Linked DNA regions of Drosophila melanogaster: region 2 is linked to region 1. The links are chromatin contacts, called in public Hi-C maps. All regions are on one chromosome and are shown on one strand. Each heading gives the region's core, a stretch centred on a gene start, on an enhancer-like site or on the middle of the called end of the contact. The rest is flanking DNA. Distances are from core to core; before and after follow the strand shown.

Region 1 (5,516 bases), core at 267-2,766:
GGGTAGGGTGCCCAGCCCCTGGGCCATTAGTTGTTTCGATCGCGAGTGTCAGGAGATTGAGCCTTCGGCCGCTGGGATTAAAAGAAATCCATGTTGCCGTGGTATTGCAAGGGCAACGCGAATGCGATCCATTTCATTTGAGGCAGTGCATCCAGATCCTTGGAAACTCAACGTCGCGCTGTCAGAGACGCCATATGGAAAGCGTCGTCCTTCAGGCATGCACTGCAACCCCCGCTCGGTAATCGAGTTCATTTAAATGCATTAAATGTGTCTCATTATGCCGCGGTTATGGCAACAGCAAGTCGAATTCAATCCATCCAATCCATCCAATTCAGCCTGACTCACTCGAATGGCGAACAGCGGGCCTCGGACATATGGCAGCAGTGGGCCGCAAAATGTTGAACAAACAAAACACTTTTTATGCATTTCGAGCGCCAAAGAAAGGAGAGCACTTCTGCAGACAGGCAGGGTGGAAATTATAGCGTCCAAAATGATGAGCAAGTTAAACGAGATATTGCGGTTAGTCGGGACACCAACCCGCGGATCGTCGTAAGCTGCAGTGAAGACTCCAACCACACTGGGAAGAGGACAACACAACTAGGACAAGAAGTACATACATATGTATCTACATACTTCTACTGTGGGGAGCTAAAGTTGCGACCCCCATTGTATTGTGAGTATTCGATACTGGCTAATGTTGTTGTTCTTGCTGGCTAGTGTGGCCAATTTATTATTGCATTTGGCAACTGGGCGGTGAAATTTCGTGCCCGCTTTGATCTTGACGCGTTTTTGACACTCGCCGAGCATTTCGTCGATTTTGCTCTGTGCCTCGGGGAGAGGAATCCGGCGGATGGGGCCAGCGGACAGCCGGCGGCATGTGGCCGCGCATTTTTCATTATTTCTTTTTTTCCTCTCGCATATACACGTATATGATTTTGTTTTCCCTCAAAACATTCAGACGAAAAACGCTTTTCATACACATTTCGGCGCATTACTCAGCTGCAAGTGGAATTGGCGGTCGTCAAATGTAACAGTTTTTCTGTACTCGTACGTATTTTTAGCTCCGGTTGGATCGCGCGATTCTATATGCAAAGCATATTCGTAATTTGTATGTTCAATCATAGCCGCAGAGGTCGGGGTAATTGCAATGGCTATAACTATGGCCATAGCTATTTGTATTTATTTGTCATCAAGCCCCAGGGGTTGTGAATGCGATCTGAATCAGCGTGGGTTACGTTGGTTCCACCGCGCAAAGCTCCAACTAACGAGTAGAATGCGAAATGGGCGTTGGGTCTCCTGCAGCTGAAACGTTGTGGTTCGTGTCCGAAATATCAGCTACGTTCGAACGAACAGTCCCTTCCTTCTTCAAGTCTCCACTAAGCATGTCTCCATTGGTTGTGGCGAGTGTCGAAGGTACGGCGTTTGTCATCCAGCCGATCCAGTCAACAATGCGACAAACATCGACTTCTAAAGCATTTGGGAGTAAGCAAGTTGAAAATTACTTTTGCATTTGGAGAAGTAGTGTCTGCTAGGCTTGTTAGCCGTCAAAGTCCTGCCTTGTCCGTTTAACGAACACTTTACCTTGCCCTCCAACCTTGCCAGCGGACAGGCACGCAACGAAAGCGGGCCAATTAGTTTGGTTGGACACCAGGGAGGGTTGGCGGAGTCTCGTCAACTGGCAGCTGGCCAAGGCGCACGCACTGTGGCGTCTCCGTCGCCCCTGGAGCGGGGCATCAGGTGACGTGGGCGGTTGGGGAGGGGTCGGAAGATATAGCACTTTTGTTATAGTGCGTCAGAGGCGACGACGACGATGGCGCGGAAGTAGCTGGCCACCGCCCTTGCCCCTCTCCTACTCGTATGCCAGCAACCTGTGGCCTTGACAGCGCCCGTTTTGATTTATGCGGCATTTTGCAAAAGTCAACAAATGAAAATGACACAGAAATAATGCCAAGAGAGCTGTTTTCCACTATTCCGATTTCTTTTGCCCCAAGGTCAGGCGCACAAATAGATGTCGGCAGTGCCACCCGCTGGACCTCCGCCATGGATACAGATTCCATATGTACTCCCTGCATCACAATGGCATGCTCCTTACCAATTAGAAGCAGTTTCAAGATATCACGGATTCGTTTAAAACAGCACTGGGATCAGAATTCCGATTGAGGTGAGTTATCTTCGTGTTTGCTGTTAGCAGTACGTCTTTTAACTTCAAAACGTTCAGAATACTTGTAAGTCCCGAAACGGAAACTCATCGAGTAATTGAAACCAAACCGGCATGGGCTCGGTAGGAAGTCGTCAGCTCAACCCCGTCCAACTGTGTGACCACCAGCAGGCCACAGGGCTGTCCGCAGAGCAGCTAGAGCAGCTGCACACGCGGTTCCGCAGCCTGGATCGCCACCAGCGCGGCTATTTGACGCCCACCGACTTGCTGCGCATTCCGCAGCTATCCCTCAACCCGCTTCACCGCCAGATCATCGACGGCTTCTTCCCCAGCCGTGACCCCAGCGCGCGTATCGGTTTCAAGCAGTTCGTGGACACTTGCTCCACCATTTTGGTGCCACAGTTTGGACGCGGTTCAGTGAGGCGGCGCGACGGGCGTGTTCAGAAGCTTCAACTCCTGTCCAAGATGTTTGACACGAGGCGCAGCGGCTGCATCACACGCTCCGACTTCCGCCAGATCATGCGCAGCATTGTCAATCTGGCCTGGAGTCAGCAACAGGATCAGGAACGTCAGGAGGGGCTTTCCGAGAACCGTTTGCCTGAGGTGGAGGCCGAGTTGCAACTTTTAGAGCATCAGGCCTTTGGCTTCTGCTGCGACCATATCTCATATGGGGAGTTCGAGAAGCGCCTGTTTAGTGTGGACGTCGACAGACGGCTGTCGATCGCCAAGTGGCTGGAGGACGATGACGAGGCCGATGCCGAGATGGTACTGCCAGTTGGCTCAGGCCCGTAAAGCACCACACGCCAAAACACTCACATGTTGTGTTTGTGTTTTCAATATACCATTCACTTCCATCCAGTGAGATAGGAATCAGGGAATCCTCCTTTATCGGTGTGGGTACTAGGAAAATTGTAGTCCAAATTGAGCAAATATAATTTAAGTCCTTACATTTAAGTTACAAAGGAATTAGGTCACAAAATCGTATGCGTTAAGTAAAAATATTATGAACCACCGAAGTGCTTTCACATTTGTACTTTTCGATGTTGCCTACTTTTCTGCGAGGGACATTTTTATACATCTGGCTGCACAATGCATACTTTTGGGCAGCAGACAGAAATCGTGGCCAGAATGGAAAATGTTGCCATTACCGTTCTCTAAATACCAGGCGAACAGAATCCATAGCATGTACCAGCTGGTAACACTTCCTAATCAGCTGATCCTTTTTCAAGATGGCTGCACCTTACGTTTTTCCAGTAAACTTATTCGACCAATAGGAAGCGATGGAGAAGATACCGTTAGTTTAGCTTAGAAGTAAACAAAAACAGCTGTTTTTTCACGCCTTTCCAGTTGTCAGCAGGCAAGTCAGCTTTCTTCCTACTGAAATTTCTGTTCGCCTAGTTATAAAGAACCTGACAATTCACATATTTATGACAAAATTTCCGAGTTGGCAACATTTTTCGCAGTAAAACTTGCGTCTTTACGAGCCCCAGACACCATGCGAACAGAATCCGAAGCAAGCTGCAGCTGGTAGCTCGAATTAAAGTGAAACAACTGATCGTCCTCTAAGATTGCTGCTCTTTCTATATTTCCATAACCGTTACTTCTGAACTGAGTGCAGACCAGTGATAGGCAACCGCGTTGTTTTTAATATCCACGTCACGATAGTCACGAAAATGTCTTGTTTTACTTGGGTGCGTGGCGAATCCTTCTGAGCGGAAATCCTTTGGCACGATTTGGCGACGGTGAGATATCAATTAAAAAAACAAGACGGAAACTAGCTTCGTTAATTTTCTTCACAATAAATGTTTATTATAATTTGTTAATAGTTAGGGTGTAATTTGCAATAGATAGCTTTCTCCGCAAATGGGGCGTGGTCTGTGCAAACTCCTAAAGCGCCTTAAAATATATGTAAGTTCAATACGGGTTCGACTCTGGATCTCGTGCTAAAAAAAAAATGAAGAAACAAACAATATATGTACCTTAATTTTGAACATGACTGTATGGCAGGCCGGCGAGCTCTTCTTCGAGCCCTTCGGCGATTCCATGTGCGGTGATTATGCTGCTGTGTTTGCTCGATTGCGCTAAGATAAGGATGCGTGAGCACCGTGAAATCGGCTTGATATATGTATGTGTAGATATAGAAGCATTTATGCCATATGGTTGGTTGGCCAAAAACAATTTTCAAGGTACGCTACACATGACGATCCGTGTTCGCTTCGCTGCGATTCGATTTCGATTCGTTCATAACATTTTTAGACTTTAAATTACAATTACATTTCGATTTTGTAAATAATTTGGTTTCACGCTTGCATTAGCCGAGCTTTACGTTTAGACTATGTGCTATATATGTATGTGTAGGTATACATAAATCGTAGTGTACGCGTACGGGTAGTATATAAATAATTACAAAAGAAGGTAGTGTCTTTACTATGTAAGAAAAAAAAATACTTTCACGCCATCTGGAAACATATACACCGGGGCCAGGTCCAGTTGATCGGTATCTCCACCCCGTTTTTACTGGCGCCTCACGGTCCGCTCGCGCTCACGCCCACTCTCCTCCCTTTGGAGGCTGCCGTGGCGGGGCGGCGAGGTGTGCCCAGTGGAGGATCCGCCGCCGTTAAGCACGCGCGCCTTGCGCGACCGCTTGAACTTGGCCATGTCCTCGCCAAACACGTCGCCGGTCCTCAGGGCCGAGATGAGATCGTCAAACTCGCCCTTGTTGTCGCCGCCCTTTGCCGGGGAGTCAGGATCCCCGTTGGAAGAGCCTGACTTGAGGCCCAGATTGCGAGCCACGCTGGTCATTAGGCCGGTCTTGTTCTTGCGCTCTATTGTGCGCTTTTTGAGCTCCGCCTCCTGCTTGGCACGCTTCTCCTCTTCCTCCTGTCGCCGACGGAAGCTCTCGTTGTCATGCCGCGCCTCCGCGAAGGCGGCGAGGAAGGAGTCAAAGATGCCAAAGAACTCGTCCGGCTGCAAAACCGAACCATCCTCGCCGAAGAGGCGTACAGCACGGTCAAAGCGCGTCTTCATGTCCTGGAACTTGTCCTCCAGCTCAGCGAAGCGCACTGACGCCTGGGCGTGGAACTCGCGCATTACGGGCAGAAAGCGGTCACCCTGTTGGGCCGGGCCCGAACTGCGGTGGAACTCGATTTCGCGCGCTACGTCTGCCAGACCAGTGCGCAGCATCTGAATGTCCTTGTCCATCTCGCCCAGCGACACCTTGGAGGCTTCGCGCACATGCGGGATATCGTCCTCCAACTTAAGAAGGTCCTTGAATTTGCGTTCAATCACCTGCACGAGGTAGTGTAGCAGGGTGGTGCCCTTGGCGGCACTGGACTTGGTGTCCGCCAGCCGGTTGAGT
Region 2 (5,519 bases), core at 1,616-4,115, 35 kb after region 1:
AATTGCGATTCCTCTTCTCTTCACTGACGTTTGGTTCGTACGGAGTGAGCGCCCATGTGACATTCCCCTTTGGGCTCGTCTCATCAATTGCTGCTCGACCAGAGATTTCATGGTAGATTTGGCAAATTTGGAGCAATAAACTTTATGAATCGAGGCAGCAGCAGCACCATTCATGTGCCATCGGCTAGCCGCAGAGTTTTCGGAAACCGTTAGCGGTGGAACAATCAAGAACCGAGCGAAGTTTAATTGACGTCGCCAGGCCATTAATGCTAATTTGAGCCGATTTGGTGCGAGGTGTGCTTGAAGACCTTTGGCGGGGAAACGATCTGAAGCTTTGAACAAAAGAGAAACCGATCGAGAAGAATGGGCTGAGAGAACAAACGGTTCTACGCATGAATCCAACAACCAAAAAATGTGTAATTATTTATATCAGATTTGGTTCCCATTTGAGAATTTCTAACTTTTGGCGAAGTAAGCAAAAGCGGGAATGCAAGAGTTAGGCAAAACCGTGGGGTTCTGGTACAAGAAATCTCAGATTTCAGCTCCGAATTCCCTGAAACGCCAGCGAATTTGACTTGCGAATGTTTTCGCGTGTTGTCAACGAGCCGATAAACAAACACCTAAAAATGGCAATCTCACAATTCTCCTCCTCTTTTAAAAATAAGAAGTTCGCATAAAGAAAAGCAAAACAAAACAACGCATTCGGAGCGATAAATTAGCTTCGCCTTCGATGTGGGATTCGACATTGGAGGCAGGTTTACTGCCCCTGCTCCACGAGAACTCCTGCCTCCGTTCCCAGCAGACCAGCCCAGCGTAACGCCACGCACGCGCTGGGCATGAAGATCGGGAGACGCAGATCGAAGAGGACGCAGAGGAATTTTGTGCGCAGGCGCAGCCCAAAAAGGGCACCAACCTCTTCAAGAGATCTGGCTTCCCAGCTTTGCTGCCTGTTTTTTTTTTTTTTTTTTTGTTTAGGTAAGCTGCTGACAGTCCACACCGAAAGCCAGCTGGCGGCAGCATCTCTTATTGGACTCGGCCACAAGGATTCTGGAATGCCCTGAAGATCTTGTCTATAATGGTGGGTACAAGGTTTGTGGAATTCAAAATGCAGCAAGCTTGTGAGAGATTATGTAGAACAAATATTTAGAGTTAAAAGAAGCCAGTGAGTGAGTAATTCATGCTTAGGAATTGAAAAAGCATTTATAAGTTATTCATGTGTTTTTCAAATGTGAGCACTGATTCCAGTATTCCAGACAGTTTGGGTGCGATCCCGAATTTGAACACCAAAAGCGAGAACGATGACGCGAAATCGTGATCTGATGTCCGGGTTCTGGATTCCAAAGAACGCGAATCGAGGAGGAGTCTCCGAGCGGATCATAATCCCGAGCGCAGTTCAATGTCAAGTTCGTGCACCTCGCCTGCTCCTCCGCCCCCTGCATCATCGCTTTTATCCACGCTGCCCGGGGAAATGCGCGTTTGTTGTTTTTGTTGTTGTTGTTGTTGCTGGTGAGCTCATCGCCAGGGGGCACTGGCCACGCCCCAAAGTGACGGCATGGGCGCCAAGGAAGAATTCAAGTCGCTCCCTTCTCACCCTCCCTCTCTCTTGCTCTCTCCATCTCTTCCTCGCATGTTAAGTGTCCACTCGAGAGAGATTTGTATCTCAAGGACGCACTTAAAGGAGGCGCGAGTGGGAGGGCAGCCACATTTGGACGGGGTCATGGCCGTGAGTCACGCTTATGACACTCGGCAAGAAACGTGAGTGAGTCACTCCCCAAAGTTCCCTGATTCCCAAAAAGTGCACGAAATTGGGCGAAGGAAGGAGTGCGAGCAGAACGAAGAAGAAAAGCAAAACAAACTGGATTAATGCATCAGTGAGATAGGTGGAAGGGCGGGGGCGGGTGGAAGGAGTGCGAGTGTCAATCATGCAATTAGAAATTAGTTCTCATCTTCTACTTCACCCACAGCTTCTACGAATTTGTTTCTGTTTTTATTCGCGCACTGTGTTTACCGTCGGCCCATTAAAATTGCTGTTTTTGTTTTTGTTCGCTCGTTCGTTTGTTTGCAGCGGTTTTGGTAAGACAATAACAGCGAGCTAGCCGAGTTTCATTAGCGTTACTTTAAACTAATTAAACACGCGAGCTTAGCTAACTCACGCAATTTGTTCGTTTTTTGACAACAAAATTAATAGCAGCTGCGTTGTTATATTTGTTGTTGTTGTTGATGCAGGAACAGTTACTAGGGAAGCAAGTGAGAGTGAGGAAGTGATGGAAAGAGAGAGAGCAACGTCAGCCGGCTGCTGGACACACACACACAGAGGCACACTTGGGCGCACGCACAGGGAATTTTATTGATTTTTCACACTCACAAACAGTAACGGTAAACAGGAGCTGGGCCTAGATAACGGTAATAGTGGCCGAAAAGCGGACGCCCAGATAATGGAAATTCGCAGCACAATATAAACACAAAAGTTGCATTAATCGCAACCCCGGTAAAACGGGAATTGCTTGCAGGCTCTCTGCGCCTCTTTCTCTCTCTCTCACTCCGTCCCACTCTCACGTTCTCCAGCAACTCCTTTTTGCTCCCTTTTTCAAGCAGCAATGATTTTGGCACACGCCCAAAAAGCAAAACGCCGCGCACTTAAAAAAAAATAGAAGCCACCAACTTGCACAAAAAACACATTCACCGTTAACCCCAAGGACTCACTTTTCTTCAGCAAAAGCCCATTTCCGACCGGCCGATCGCTGTGGGCCAACTCCCCCGTTTTGTTGCACTCGACCGTTTTTAAGATGCGAAAACGCGCGCCGCGCAATCGCCTTCACACAGAAAACGCGTCCGGTCGCAGCAAATTCAAAACACGAATGAAAATGAGGGAAGTTGATAACCAGACCAGAAAATGATAAAGGCAAGGTGACCAGATAGCCGAACTGCTCCGCTCTGGCAGCACTTTTCCGGAGCGTGTCGCGACTAATTTTTCTAGCGATCCGGCAGCCCCGTTTTAAAACGGTAAACGGTTTAAAGTTTTTTCTTCGCATATCTGCCTCACGTGTTTGGTTTTTTGTCAATTAACTGTGTGCAAAATGCTAATTTGGCACCTGCTGCTCTGGCCAGCATTAATAGCCAGTGCCCCACCGCGGCCCCTGACCGACCAAAAGGCCGAGGTGGCCAAGCTGCGAAGCGAACTAGAAAAAGCTCTGGAACACGACGATGGAGGAGCACCAGTGAGTAAATTAGTGAGCTTGGTTTTCGTTTTCAATCAACACTCATAGCCGATCCCAGCCAGGAGTGGTGGTGGCACCCACGTGGACCCAGCAGGCGGGGCAAATGCCGCTTGGAAAGACCTCCAAAGTGGTGGTGGACCATAGCTCGCTGAGCAGCGCCTCCGCCATTCGCCAGGAGATTCAGCAGGCGGTGGCTCACCAGGGACAGAACCAAGAGGTCCTCCAGCTGGAAGCTCTGCTGAAAGCAAGAGGCAGCAGCAAGGAGAGCACGGCTCAAGTGTCCACGTCCCGTCAGGAGGTGCTGGGAGCAACTGTACAGGAAGCCAATGTGGTGGAGTCGCACTCGACATCGCAGACCGTGGACCTGGAACAACTACAGCGCCTGGAGCTGTCCAAGAGGCGCACCCGCGACATGCTCGTCCTGGGTCGCATTGAAGAGTTGCTCAACTACAGCATGCCGACGGATGTGGATCGCTGGCTGACCCTCCAGGCCAATGGAAGCGTTTTCCTTGTGGGTCAGCAGCAGGAGGGCCTCCTGGTTCTTTCAGAGGAATTCACTCCGTTGCAGTCTTATGTCCACCCCTTTCCCATCACCGCCATGCTGGGAACAGATCGCTGGAACAGAAGGGTGCATATGCAGGAAGGTTTGCTGGTGATGGCTTCCCAGGATCAGCTTATCTGGCTGCGATTGGAGCCCAGTCTTGGGCTAAAACCCATCTGGCACTGGACGATTGGCTCGCATGTGACCAAGATTAGAGCATTCAACATGGAGGGACAAGATTACCTCGCTCTCGTAGCAAATCACACGCTTAATATCTACGTCTATGATTTGGAAGCGGAGGAGTTCTGGATCGCACAACGTGTGCAAATGGCAGAGACGATCTCCAACCTGGCCATTCTCGATACAGGGAGGGAACTGCTCTTGGCAGTGGGTCAGTGGGACGAGGTTCTGATATACGCCTGCACTTCGAAGGGGCAACCGCTGCACTTGCGCCAACAAGTTGCTGCCCCCGAGGTGGCCGGCGTCACTGCCTTCCAAATGGGCGGACGCAGCTACCTTGCGCTGGGTGGAATAATGCCGCAGATCCTGGTCTACGTGCAGGGTCAGCTTGTGCCACGCACCATTCTTGGCCAGAACTTTGGATTTGTAGACCACTACCTTCCAATCCCCGTGCGCAGCTACAGAGACGACCTACTTCTGCTCGTCCAGCATCGAGTTGTCTTTGACACACATTCACTGCTCGTCCTGGAGGTTTTGGTTTGGAACGGTGAGGCGTTTGAGGCGGGCTTGCCGCCTCCTTGTGGTACTGCCTATGGGGCGGGCTGCATGTTGGATCAGGATCGTGAGGCTGGCATTTCAGGAGCTGTCCTGCTCCGCCGCTCGACGAATCAGCCGCCGCTGGTTGTGGTGCCCAGGAAAGAAGCTCCTACGGGCATTTTTGTGCTGGAAACTCAATTGCTGGCTAGGAATTCGGAGACACAGGACCTGCTGGAGATCCGACAGTTCATGCAGGATTGGGTGCACGAACAGGAAGAGCTAATCCAGCTGGCTGAAGAGCTCTTGGCAGAGAAGTCGGAGAGTCAGTACATCGAGGAGCTATCAACTCCACTGGTTGTAAGCGAGGGCGGAACCGTTGAGGAACTTTTCGTTAATGAAGCTCGCTGGACGGGAGCGGATGCTGTTGTGGATGTAAGCTCCCTGCTTCAGCAGATACTTCTGTTGGACGGGGAAATGAGTTCTAGGCGATCTAAACGCCAGCCAGAGACGCTGTTCAACTTTCACTACGAGCAACTGGAAGTAGAAGCCGTTGACTCTGTGGAACTTAACTTGGAGAAGCTCAACCATGAGACGTTCTATATCCGAAATGGCTCCCTTGACTTGCATCTGGGAACCCTCAATGTTCAGCAATTGGAACTTCTGGAAGCTCCGAAATTGGAGCTCGTCCCAGTCCACGGTGCAGAATCATACAAAATTCTGAAGATGGCTACGGATTTGGACAGCATTTTTATTAACGAAATGGAGTGGGACAAGCTGCTTCAAGATCTGGTGTGGCGTCATCAGCCTCTTAAGCTTTCGCAGTTACATGTAGAGGGAGTAAGTGGGTCCTTCGGCAGAGTTTTTAATTGCTAAGTCAATCTTTGTCATTCTACAGCCGGTCATTTTCGAAGATGTACTAAGTTTGCACTCTCTGAACGACCTAAGCTTTCCAGGAGACTATCTCTGGTCGCAGGGAAATGAGACGAGTGTTGTCCAGGCGCCAAAGGAGTTTACGCAAACGCTTTGTGAGTATCTTAAACGGA

The links. Hi-C and Micro-C count contacts between places; a contact is called where the count stands out from the background.
Region 2: a Hi-C map of the S2 cell line shows a contact between it and region 1, with 3 times the contacts expected there. The contact joins the promoter of DAAM here to the promoter of CG32812 in region 1. A contact is called at or near these places in 54 of 107 Hi-C or Micro-C datasets (the D17-c3 cell line, the Kc167 cell line, the ML-DmBG3-c2 cell line and 14 more) and 2 of 6 datasets of contacts at active chromatin or transcription factors (both in the Kc167 cell line).

Annotation. Positions count from the first base shown.
Region 1 is chrX:1,285,774-1,291,289 of dm6, forward strand. It overlaps CG32812, which reads left to right and starts at 1,517. Exons shown (of 2, transcript NM_130543.4): 1 at 1,517-2,161; 2 at 2,219-3,172. The coding sequence starts at 2,273. The coding sequence ends at 2,950. It overlaps DAAM (Dishevelled Associated Activator of Morphogenesis), which reads right to left. Exons shown (of 12, transcript NM_166876.3): 12 at 3,944-5,516. The coding sequence ends at 4,673.
Region 2 is chrX:1,319,497-1,325,015 of dm6, forward strand. DAAM (Dishevelled Associated Activator of Morphogenesis) reads right to left here and starts at 2,866. Exons shown (of 12, transcript NM_166876.3): 1 at 2,704-2,866. It overlaps fs(1)N (female sterile (1) Nasrat), which reads left to right and starts at 3,017. Exons shown (of 7, transcript NM_130545.3): 1 at 3,017-3,218; 2 at 3,277-5,313; 3 at 5,372-5,501. The coding sequence starts at 3,078.